Regions from separate parts of the Mus musculus genome. Here region 1 is linked to region 2. Evidence: chromatin contacts called from public Hi-C data. All regions are on one chromosome and are shown on one strand. The core of a region is the stretch at or near the end of the contact, and the rest is flanking DNA. Distances in the headings are between cores, read along the strand shown. Region 1 holds the start of Stc1 (stanniocalcin 1). Region 2 has its middle 34 kb from the start of Stc1.

Region 1 (5,192 bases), core at 1,190-3,689, 34 kb before region 2:
TTTTGGGGCTCTTAAGAAGAGTAACAAGCACTCTGTTAAAAAGACAAGCAGCCAGTGGGAGCTAAAGGCAAGGTCCAGTTACCTGAGTGTCAAATTTAGCAGCACTGTACAAGAAGGATTTACAAATGTCGTACATCCCATCTGTGTCACATGTGGAGTTTTCCAGGCATGCAAAAGCCCCGCAGCCAACCTGCAGGGCACTGTTGAGGCAGCGAACCACTTCAGCTGGAAGAGACAAGCAGAACCAGTCTGGGTCAAGCCAAGGGGGCTCTGGTAGAATCCAGTAGGTGTAAAAGTCTAATACCAAGGGCACATGATCTTAACTTACCCTCGGAATTTGATTTGGGATTCCATTAAATACAACAATTGGAAGAAAATTGGGGTGAGAAAGAGGTTGGGGGAAGGACGTTTTTCCTTCTGAGACTCATGATAGGGGTAGTGTCTTCTCCCTTAGGCACGTGCTCTCTCTGGGTCTCACCCTTCTATGCATTTTGATGGCTAGAGAATTAAGGATAGAGACCTTGTAATGCATAGTGTCTTCTGTTGGTGACAGGAATCAAAGGCTGTCCCTTGGAACTTGAGAGCTTGGGTAGGCTGTAGGCAGTGACTGAAGGTCAGGCTCATGATGGAGTTGGGGGAGGACCAGAGAGAATCTATCTGCCCTCTGAAAAATGCAGTCTAGAGTAAAAAGCATGGTATTTTAACCCAAATGGCAGAGAATAATTTGCTGAGTCCATTTGGAGGGAGACCCTTCCCAAAGAGAGCTTTTAACCCATGAAGGCACTGGCAGACAAGGAATCTGAGCCCTTTGTATCCACCCAGCCCCCCAACCACCGTCCAGCGCTTAGAGGTATGAATAATCTCTCATATTAAAAAGGCTTCTTTTCAAAAAAGGAGAAACACAGGTGTGGAGTGACGGGTTCAAGGCACTCCTTGTGAAAGGCTGGAAGAAAACCGCAAAGAACTTGCACCGGGTTTTCTGCATTCTGGATAAGATCTGCCATAAAAGTAATTTCTCTCCCACAGAAGGAGGGGTGTTCTGGCAGGCAGCTCGGCAAGCAATGATCTGTAGCCTTCATACCGTAGGATTCTCCTCCCAGATCAAAAGCATGGTTTGGTTAGGTTAGGCTTCCCCGCCCCCCCTCCCACCACCCGCAGCCTCTGGGATGTTACAAGTCATTTCCCTAATTATATATTTCCACGGGTTCAAATTATAACTTTGCTTTAAGCAGTTTTAATATGCATTAGGGCTGCTATTGTTTTAGGCAAGCTCGAATTGTGAATCACGGCATCGCTATAGCAACTAAGTACAAAAGGAAGCCAGGCAAAAGGCCTCCTCTGGCAGGGACCTGCGCTCTTCCAAGGGGGAGCATCTGCAGCATTTTGACACCTGCGGGGTCCCATCTCTGTTAACAGTTGGGGAGAGGAGTTTGCGAGGATCTAGAAGTCAAGGGACATAGGGGTCCTAATGCTTCTTTGCCTCCGGAGGCCAGGACCATATACAGTTAACTGGTGCGGGAGTCGGGCGGAAAGTAAGACCTTCCCCATGGAGAAAGAAATGCTTCGTTTTACAAATGCACTTCCTTCTAGGGACCACGGGCTGCATGGGCGATTGAATGGAGCCTCTGAGAGCGAGGAAGGAGACAGGCAGGCTTATAGGGAACGGGGTGTGTAGGTCCTCCCACCCCTTTTCTGAATGCGCCCTGAAAAAAATTTCTTTTTTTCAGACTTGAGGATTATGGTTCCACAAATCAGTGTGAGGAGGGGGCTTGTCTGTGTGCTGTCTGGAGAGGTAGAGAAGTCAAGTTACAAGGTCTTAAAGGAGCAGGGAGAGGCATGGCAGCAGGTAAGCCACTCATTACCTTAACACAAGCTTGTGGAGTAGAGAGAGCCGCTGTGAGGCGTGCCAACATTCAAGCCTTTCCCCGCCCCCTCCCCCCAACAAGAGGGTACGTGCCAGATTTCAGGCAATCAGGCTAGGCTTATGCAATGAAATACCCTCAGCAGAGCGCCCAGCTTCTTCGTTAGTTGCATGCAATTTATTAAACAAAGGAACTCCACTTCCTAAGGCTATAGGATTACACTGGCAGTTCATTATCACCAGGCATGAAGCACATTTATTACTGAGATCAGCCGTCACAGAGACACATGCAAAAGTGAGAGAGGCAAATGAGGACAGATCTTTGGGGGGAGAAACCGGTCCTGGGTTTTCTTGCTTACCTGAATTTTGAGCCGCCACCCGGGATTTTCTGGGGCTCACAGAATCATTTTGTTCCGCCTCGTGCGCTGCAGCTGCACTGATGACCAGCGCCAGAATCACTGCTGAGTTTTGGAGCATTCTCTGAGAAGTTTCCGCTAAGTTGTTGGCTTTTTTTTTTCCTCCCCCCCTTTCCTCTTTCCCTCTCCCGGCTTGAGTGAAGATGTGGATCTGGATATACTGAAAGCTTAGGTGAGGATTTGAGGAAGAATTTGTCTGTGTGTGTGTGTGTGTGTGTGTGTGTGTGTGTGTGTGTGTGTGTGTGTGGCTGGCTGGCTGGCAGGCGGCTGCTGCTGCTGCTGTTGCTGCTGCTGCTGCTTCTTGCACCTCTGGCTTTTGCAAACTGGGGGCCCAAGAGCTGCACCCAGGGATTTTATAGCCGTCTTATCGGTCCTCAGGATCAGGGACCAATCAGATCCTTCAACTGGTCCGTTTAGCCAATAGGCAGGCACGCTTATTCAGCTGGAGCTTTTTGACTTCTTAGAAATATTTTCCAGCAAATTGAAAGTACCTGCTGCCAATGATTTATATGTGTGTGCGTGTGGCTGTGTGCACAGGGATTGTGTGGAAAAGCTATTTTCACACGCTGAAGTGATAACTCTGTATTGATCAAGCCAAAAGGAAAATCACTTGAAAAGCCCTTCAAGGTACTTGTGAAATTCATCTTTAATTTTTTTTTTAAATGAGCCACTAGGAGGAATGCATGTTGGATGCTTGGTAGGGAGATGTGATGCAGATTTGAATTTAATCACACTATAGCAACTCTCTAATTTTAGCAGGCTGTTCTCTGTAAGAGCTCAACATCATTTTTTTTTTTTTTTTTTTTTTGCATTTGCGCGTTCACTTACAGTATGCAGCTATAATTCCTTGCTGAGATCTGTGGACACCCTGAATTCTTACTGCTATGTGAGCCATGGCAGAAGGCTGTATGCCTGTGCATGAGCCCAGTGAACGGAGGTTGGGTAGCTCTAGCTCTCAGCTTTTCCCTCAGCTCTCCTAGGTATTAAATCTATGACCTTGGCCACGTCCTTTCACCTTGCTCTTCCACTTCTCAAATCTTATTCCATACACCTCTAAAATAATATGATTCACCTGAAACATCATGCAGCCCAGGCTGAACTTGATGTCTAGCTGAGGGTGACCTTGAACTCCTGTCCTCCTGCCTCCATCTTTCCACCCTGAAATAACAGACATCTGTCACTGTGTGGTTCTGGGGATTGAGCCCACAGCTTCATGCACACTGGCCCGCGCGCTCTATTAACTGGCTACATCCCTAGTCCTGGATCACCACCAACAGTGTTTTCTTAGTCACCAGAGGCTCTGCCAATCCTAGGAGTGTTGGTTACTGTCTGTGCACACACGCACAACTACTCCTCACACGACACTCCACAGAGGGACATGGCAAATGCCTGGAAATTAATAAACTGTGGATTCAAGCCCGGCAGCATCGTAATCACATTGAAACAATGAGCTGGTCAAAGCAAGACTAAACCTGCTGGGTAAACCAGTTCACTTCTTGGGGGTTGGGGAAGAGGCAGGGGGCGGGACTGGGAAGAAAGGGTAGGGAAAGACCAGAATGTGTAGGAGAGGAGACTGATAAACTGGAGACTTAATGGGAAAATTATAGTGGAATCACAAATCATGCCCAGTAGAGTAGCTCCTATTTTCTTATAAGTGGAGTGTGGGCAACAGGAAGGCTTGTCCTTAAGTTATGAAGGAGGTTAATGATCCTTGAGAGGACTTCTCAGGGTAGGAAGGTGGTCATTAAAGGGTGGGGTGAGGCAAAAGGATTAACAATAAAACATCGAACATTTTTCAGGAGGTAAGTACAAAAGGGTCTCTGGTTGTTCTGTGGACTGGGACAGCATGGGCTTGAAAAGAAACAGAGCCAGTGGCTTCAGGTTCAGTCCTGAAACTTCGCATGAAAACTTAAAAAAAATAATTCTGTTATTACAAATCACATCCAGAATCAGGTCTGTCTTTGAGTGTCTCTCTCTCTCTCTCTCTCTCTCTCTCTCTCTCTCTCTGTGTGTGTGTGTGTGTGTGTGTGTGTGTATGTGTGCAGCAAGTAGGTTTGCTTAAGGTGACTTATAGCTCATTCTTAAAAAAAAAAGATTGTTAGAAAAAGCAGGGATGTTTGCTACGACAAGGCTTGAAAAAATAAAAGACAGAAAATATATTAAAAATTGGAAAATTCCATGTAATTTCATGTTTCAGTTAGTTAATCTCATCTTTTGATTGATTGAATGTATAAACTACTTAATTTGCCCATTGCAGCCTTTGTTCATTAATGGTATTGTCGTTTCTCCAGTACTAATTCGAGTACTGCATGGTATGTCAGGAATTATAAAAGTGAGAGTGTCTAGAAAGCAATCATGATTCTAACCTGGGGCATCTGAAATTTAGTTGGGAAGATGACCAACCTTGGGACACCTTCTACAAGTTCAAAATCTAGAACTTTGCCTGAGAGACAGCTAGAGATTTGAGGGAGGTTTCCTGGAAAGACCTACAAGAAGTGAGCATTTAAATTAGGGGGGTGGGGGAGGGAAGTGATGCCAGCTTGTGTTTCATGAAATTCTTACTCTGGGAATCTCTGAGGTCGATTGTTGATGGTTTTATGCAGGAATAGAGCATATATGGCATTGCAGACTAGATCATGCAGTGTTACCTTTCAAAGAAGGCAGAAGAGCATAGGTGCAAGGTTTACCAGAAGGTCTAGACTTCCATTCCTCAGCAGTCTCTGCTTCCCTAGTCATTGTGCACTGTTCAAGGATCTACACTTGACCTCTGGCTGGTCCACTAGCTTGGAAGGGTGATTGCTTTCCTCTGACAATCCAGTTTCTTTTCCCAGTTCTCTGAAGCTCTTACCAGAACACAATGTCCTATAACTATCAGGAAGTGTGTGTGTGTGTGTGTGTGTGTATGTGCATGTGTG
Region 2 (4,794 bases), core at 694-3,193:
AGTATAAAACAGTCTGGGATCCATGCCTGCTCTTGTTCCACATCTCTGCTGTGCCCCCATTTACACTGACTTGATCTTGACGTTTAGTGGTCCGGAGCAATTGGCTGATGTGCTGCCTTAGATAGGTCATTAGTCTTCAATCTCTAGATCTCTGTCCTTCTCTAGAAGATGGGGGAACCATATCTATGTTTCAAAGCTATGGTAGGGATCAGGTGGCAAACATCTGCTGTACCTGACATATGATGTGAGTTGATTCTGAGTCTGAAAACGTTTGTTATCTTTCTTCTCACTGGCAGCACCAAGCTTGATGCTCAGCTTTAGGAAGAAACTAGTCAAGAAGCCTAAATTCCTAGCAAAGGAAGTGGCTGGATTCTGATCACATGGTACATTAAACAAACAAACAAATACAACAACAAAAAATGACATCCAAAGAAGCAAACAAAATATACACAGGTATGTCTTCTTTGCATGCCTTTCAGCTCAGATATGTCCAAGGGTTCCCTTCTGGGGACTCCTTGGATCACAGGATATAACTATGACGAATAAAGAAATGGTCTAACATTGGGATCTGGGTTCTAGTCCTAGTTACCCCTAGCTGGCTGTGAGACTCCATCTAAAGTGTTTATTTTTCTTGAGACACACATTTTTGTTTATTTAAATGGAAAAAACAATCCTCAAAGAACCCACCAACTATAGTACCTCTGTTTGCTTCATTGTCTGGCCAGCCCAAGATATTCTATTTTAAAATATTAGACCTTGTGAGGGATTATTACAATAAGTTTACAGACTTCATCTCAATTGAAGAAAAAGAGCCACTCATCTGAGCAGTATGTGTCCCTCTCCGTGGGCACTTTCCAGGCTCACACTATAGGCATGGCGCAGGTCCTTCCCTCCCTTTGGGAGTCCTCACCCAGGGTGAGGGAAAGCCCATGGCTAATCCCTTGATCTAGAACTATGAATGGTCTCCATTGACCATTGCTCTGTATTTTGGTATGTGTGTAACACAAACCTCTGTGGCTGAGCAGTGTCTGTGGCTAGGTAATGATTCCCTTTACCTAATCAATATATCAATATCTACATCGATAGAGACATAGATACCTATAGCCGTCCATGTCTTCCTGTTACTTACTTTTTATTACGACAGAGTTTGTTGATGCAATTTTTTTTCAAATTTTTGCTCCAAAAGCTAGCTTTATTTATTTTCATAAAATATAAATACCCTGGAATGGTCGAGGAAGTGCAAATAAAGATTATCTGTCTATCTATCTATCTGTCTGTCTATCTATCTATCTATCTTTATCAATCTATCATCTTCTATCACTTATCTCTATCTTCTATTTACTTTTATCTATCATTTATCTATCATGTATGAATGTATGATCTATCTATTATATGTATATATAATATATCATTCATCTATCTGTAATCTCTCTGTCTCTGTCTCTGTCTCTGTCTCTCTCTCTCTCTGTTATCTGTCACCTGTGACCTCCCAACAGTGATACAGGCTGATGACTAGATCTTAAGCATATGGATCTTTAAGGACATTCAAGGTCTACACTACAGCACTAGTCCTCCATCTATCTGTCTATACATCTTGTCTATCAATTGAAACTTTTATTCAACCCTTGCACTCCATACTATCTGCTAGAATCTATCCTTTTCTTTGTCTTTTCCTTGTCTTTGAGTCCAACCTGGAATAGAAACTATGGCTTTCATCCAAGAAAATGTCATTCAACTTGTTCTCAGCCAAGTGGCAGTCTAAATTTGGATCCCACAAGGTTTTGAGAATGTCTTTCAACCTGTGGGTAATTATCTGAACTCCATCCAAGCCTTCATGCTCGAAGACTCGGCTATTATTAATTGTAGCTCCTGCTCACTGCTGGTCAGTCACCTGGCTACTTTCCTTTTGCCTGAGAAATGACTTTGTACAAATTCCCTGGGTTGTTTAACACCAGCTGCACAGCAGTGGGCCGTAGATGGTGGCTGAACCAAGGCAGGCTGAGAGCTTTCTTCTTGGCCTTCCTTGGGTCAGGGCCCAAGGACTCTGACTTTGCATAAACCTAAATGTAGTTTCTGAAGACCAGCTTTCATTAACAATTGCTTACATTACAGTCTAAAGCATAGAGGTTTGATGAGAATGCTGAACCAAAAAGCAGAGACGGTTGCAGCTAGAGACCCCGTGAGGACAAGGGAGCTGATTTCCTCTCCTAACCTTCTCAGCACAGAGGTAGCTTTGGTTTGAGGGTTTGATTTTTAGTACACCTTAAACTTACTTAGGTCCATGTGTTGGAGACTTAAGAAAGCTTTTATTTCATGCCTGGCTTACGGAAAAATAAAGACAGTATGTTCTTTTCAAAGGGAAAACAACAAAACAGGTTTTTCAAGGGCTGGGCTTTCAGCCTAGAGTTTCCCACACTATCTATGAGAGGCCTTGGCAAGGGCAACTAATGTCTGTTTAAGATGAAAAAGGTAAAAAATATTTTTATGCAACCAATCTGCAACATACTGTGGTCCAAGTCCGTAAATAAATAAATAAATAAATAAATAAATAAATAACACACGATACTCATCACAACATTATAAACTAGCTCTTGAGTTGCCTGGATTTGCTCAGTTGCAGGCTGGCGGAAGTGTTCTGAGCATATATAAGTCAGGTTGCTCTAAGCTATGATGTGTGTAAGGTCAGATGTTCTAAGTGCATTTCTGGCCTCTGATGTTTGCCACCTGCAGACTTTTCATTTTGACGAACTGTCTTCGGAGCGTTCTTGCTTGAACAGAGCCGCACACCCTAACTCATTTATCATCACTCATTGGATGCTTAACTCTCTGTAAGCAGTTTGCTGTGGGAGAGAGGAAAGAAGTGAAGTCCTTGCTAACAAAGAGCCCACAGGACAGCTGAAGGAAATCAACACTGATGTCAGGACCCCTGTTCAGGCCCCCATGGCTTGAGGAAAGGGCCAGATTTGTTGAGTTTGGTACAGTATATATGTGGAAGAAAATGGAAGCCTAAACGGACTGCATTTTTTTGTATCATCCTATGCACCCATTTTAAAGATGAAAGAGCCTTACTCTAGATGTGAAGTGACCTGCCCAAGGTCCAATAGCTACATGGGCAGCACCACGAGACGAGGATGTTCAATTTCTATTTCTCAGAGTAGTAGTTTCTTTTCCCCCTGGGACAATGTCTTGCATCCTCAGAACAGGGGCTGAGCACTCTCACTGGGGACTGAGTGCTAGAAAGAGTCACAGCAGCTCCTCTGTTGTCCTTTAGGGCTAGTTTCAGGCTGACTGAGCCTTCATCCCATACTCTCTACCATGTTTTTCCTTTTTCATTGACTGCATTCTAATGGAATCTAGATCTTCCCTACAAGGATGCTAGGAGCAGAACTTGGGTCTTCTGAAAAGAGAATACATGCTCTAACATCCTGAGCCATCTCTACAACCCACAGAATTTATTTTTATTTTTGAACAGATAAGCATTTGATATGGTCCTGGAAACAAAACTATACAAAAAGACATTCAAAAGAATCTCATTACTTTCAGTATGGCCCCCATTCCCAATCCTTTCTGTGTGTAATTGTTTCATTTTAACATTTATTTTATTTTAAAATTAAATTTACATTACCATATAAATTGATAGATTTCATTCTGGCATTCTCATACCCTCTCCTTTTATGAAAGGGGTCTTTCTATGGTGCTGACTTCCTGTGTACACCAGGCTGGCATCAAATTCATGGAGATCCACCTGCCTCTGGCTTCCAAGTCTAGCAGTAAAGACACAACGTGCTACCATGTCCAGAAGCCATTGCATTTTTTTTCTAATTTGTCCTTCTCTTGCCTCCTGTCTTGCTTTTTCTCCTTGTTTGCTCTTCTATTTTCTTTCTTTCTTTCTTTCTTTCTTTCTTTCTTTCCTTCTTTCCTTCTTTCCTTCTTTCCTTCTTTCCTTCTTTCCTTCTTTCCTTCTTTCCTTCTTTCCTTCTTTCCTTCTTTCCTTCTTTCCTTCTTTCCTTCCTTCTTTCTTTCTTTCTTTCTTTCTTTCTTTCTTTCTTTCTTTCTTTCTTTCCTTCCTTCCTTCCTTCCTTCCTTCCTTCCTTCCTTCCTTCCTTCCTTCTTTCTTTCTTTCTTTCTTTCTTTCTTTCTTTCTTTCTTTCTTTCTTTTTTTTCTTTTGAGACAGAGTTTCTCTGTATAGCCCTGGCTGTCCTGAACTCACTTTGTAGACCAGGCTGGCCTCGAACTCAGAAATTCACCTGCCTCTGACTCCCAAGTGAGGGGATTAAAGGCGTGAACCACCACGCCCGGCTACTCTTCCATTTTCATGTCACATACTTTTCATTGCCTTCCTTCCTTTTATTAAGATCATCTCCTGTCTTATCTGCTTTCTAATTTTATAGCCCAAACACACACACACACACACACACACACACACACACACAGAGTGCATGTGTATATGTATATACATGTGCATGTATATGTACATGTATATGTGTACAGGTGTAAGTGTATATGTATGTTTAAATCTAGATCCAACATATAAGAGAAAGCATATAGCATCTGTCCCTCTGAGTGGCTTATGTCACTTTTATACTAATTAGTTTGGACACTAGTCTTAACGCATTATACTCTATACCCTGAACACTTCACCGTAAAACGTGCACAGGAAAAGTGCTCTTTTTCCTTTCTCCTGATCACAGTGATGCTTTGCTGTGCTTCCCTGGTTCCTAGTTTGTCTTTACCCCCACCCCAGACTCCCTTTGAACTGAGGGATGGCCCAGATCGGAGCCCTATGGTATCTG

What was found. Hi-C and Micro-C count contacts between places; a contact is called where the count stands out from the background.
Region 1: a Hi-C map of uterus shows a contact between it and region 2, with 1.8 times the contacts expected there. The contact joins the promoter of Stc1 here to the enhancer-like site in region 2. A contact is called at or near these places in 2 of 484 Hi-C or Micro-C datasets (nephron progenitors and uterus), 1 of 115 datasets of contacts at active chromatin or transcription factors (the SCID.adh cell line) and 2 of 9 other capture datasets (adipose tissue and liver).

The regions. Positions count from the first base shown.
Region 1 is chr14:69,026,536-69,031,727 of GRCm38.p6, reverse strand. It overlaps Stc1 (stanniocalcin 1), which reads right to left and starts at 2,439. Exons shown (of 4, transcript NM_009285.3): 1 at 2,221-2,439; 2 at 83-225. The coding sequence starts at 2,338. It overlaps Gm41192 (a long non-coding RNA gene), which reads left to right and starts at 1,238. Exons shown (of 4, transcript XR_003951016.1): 1 at 1,238-1,532; 2 at 1,728-1,846.
Region 2 is chr14:68,992,745-68,997,538 of GRCm38.p6, reverse strand. No RefSeq gene overlaps it. Among named protein-coding and RNA genes, the nearest start is that of Stc1, 34 kb to the left of the region's middle. Within about 2 kb of position 1,943, at least 4 of the 459 cell types and tissues checked have an H3K27ac peak or open chromatin away from gene starts, as enhancers often do. A contact at or near this core is called in uterus, where this site is marked.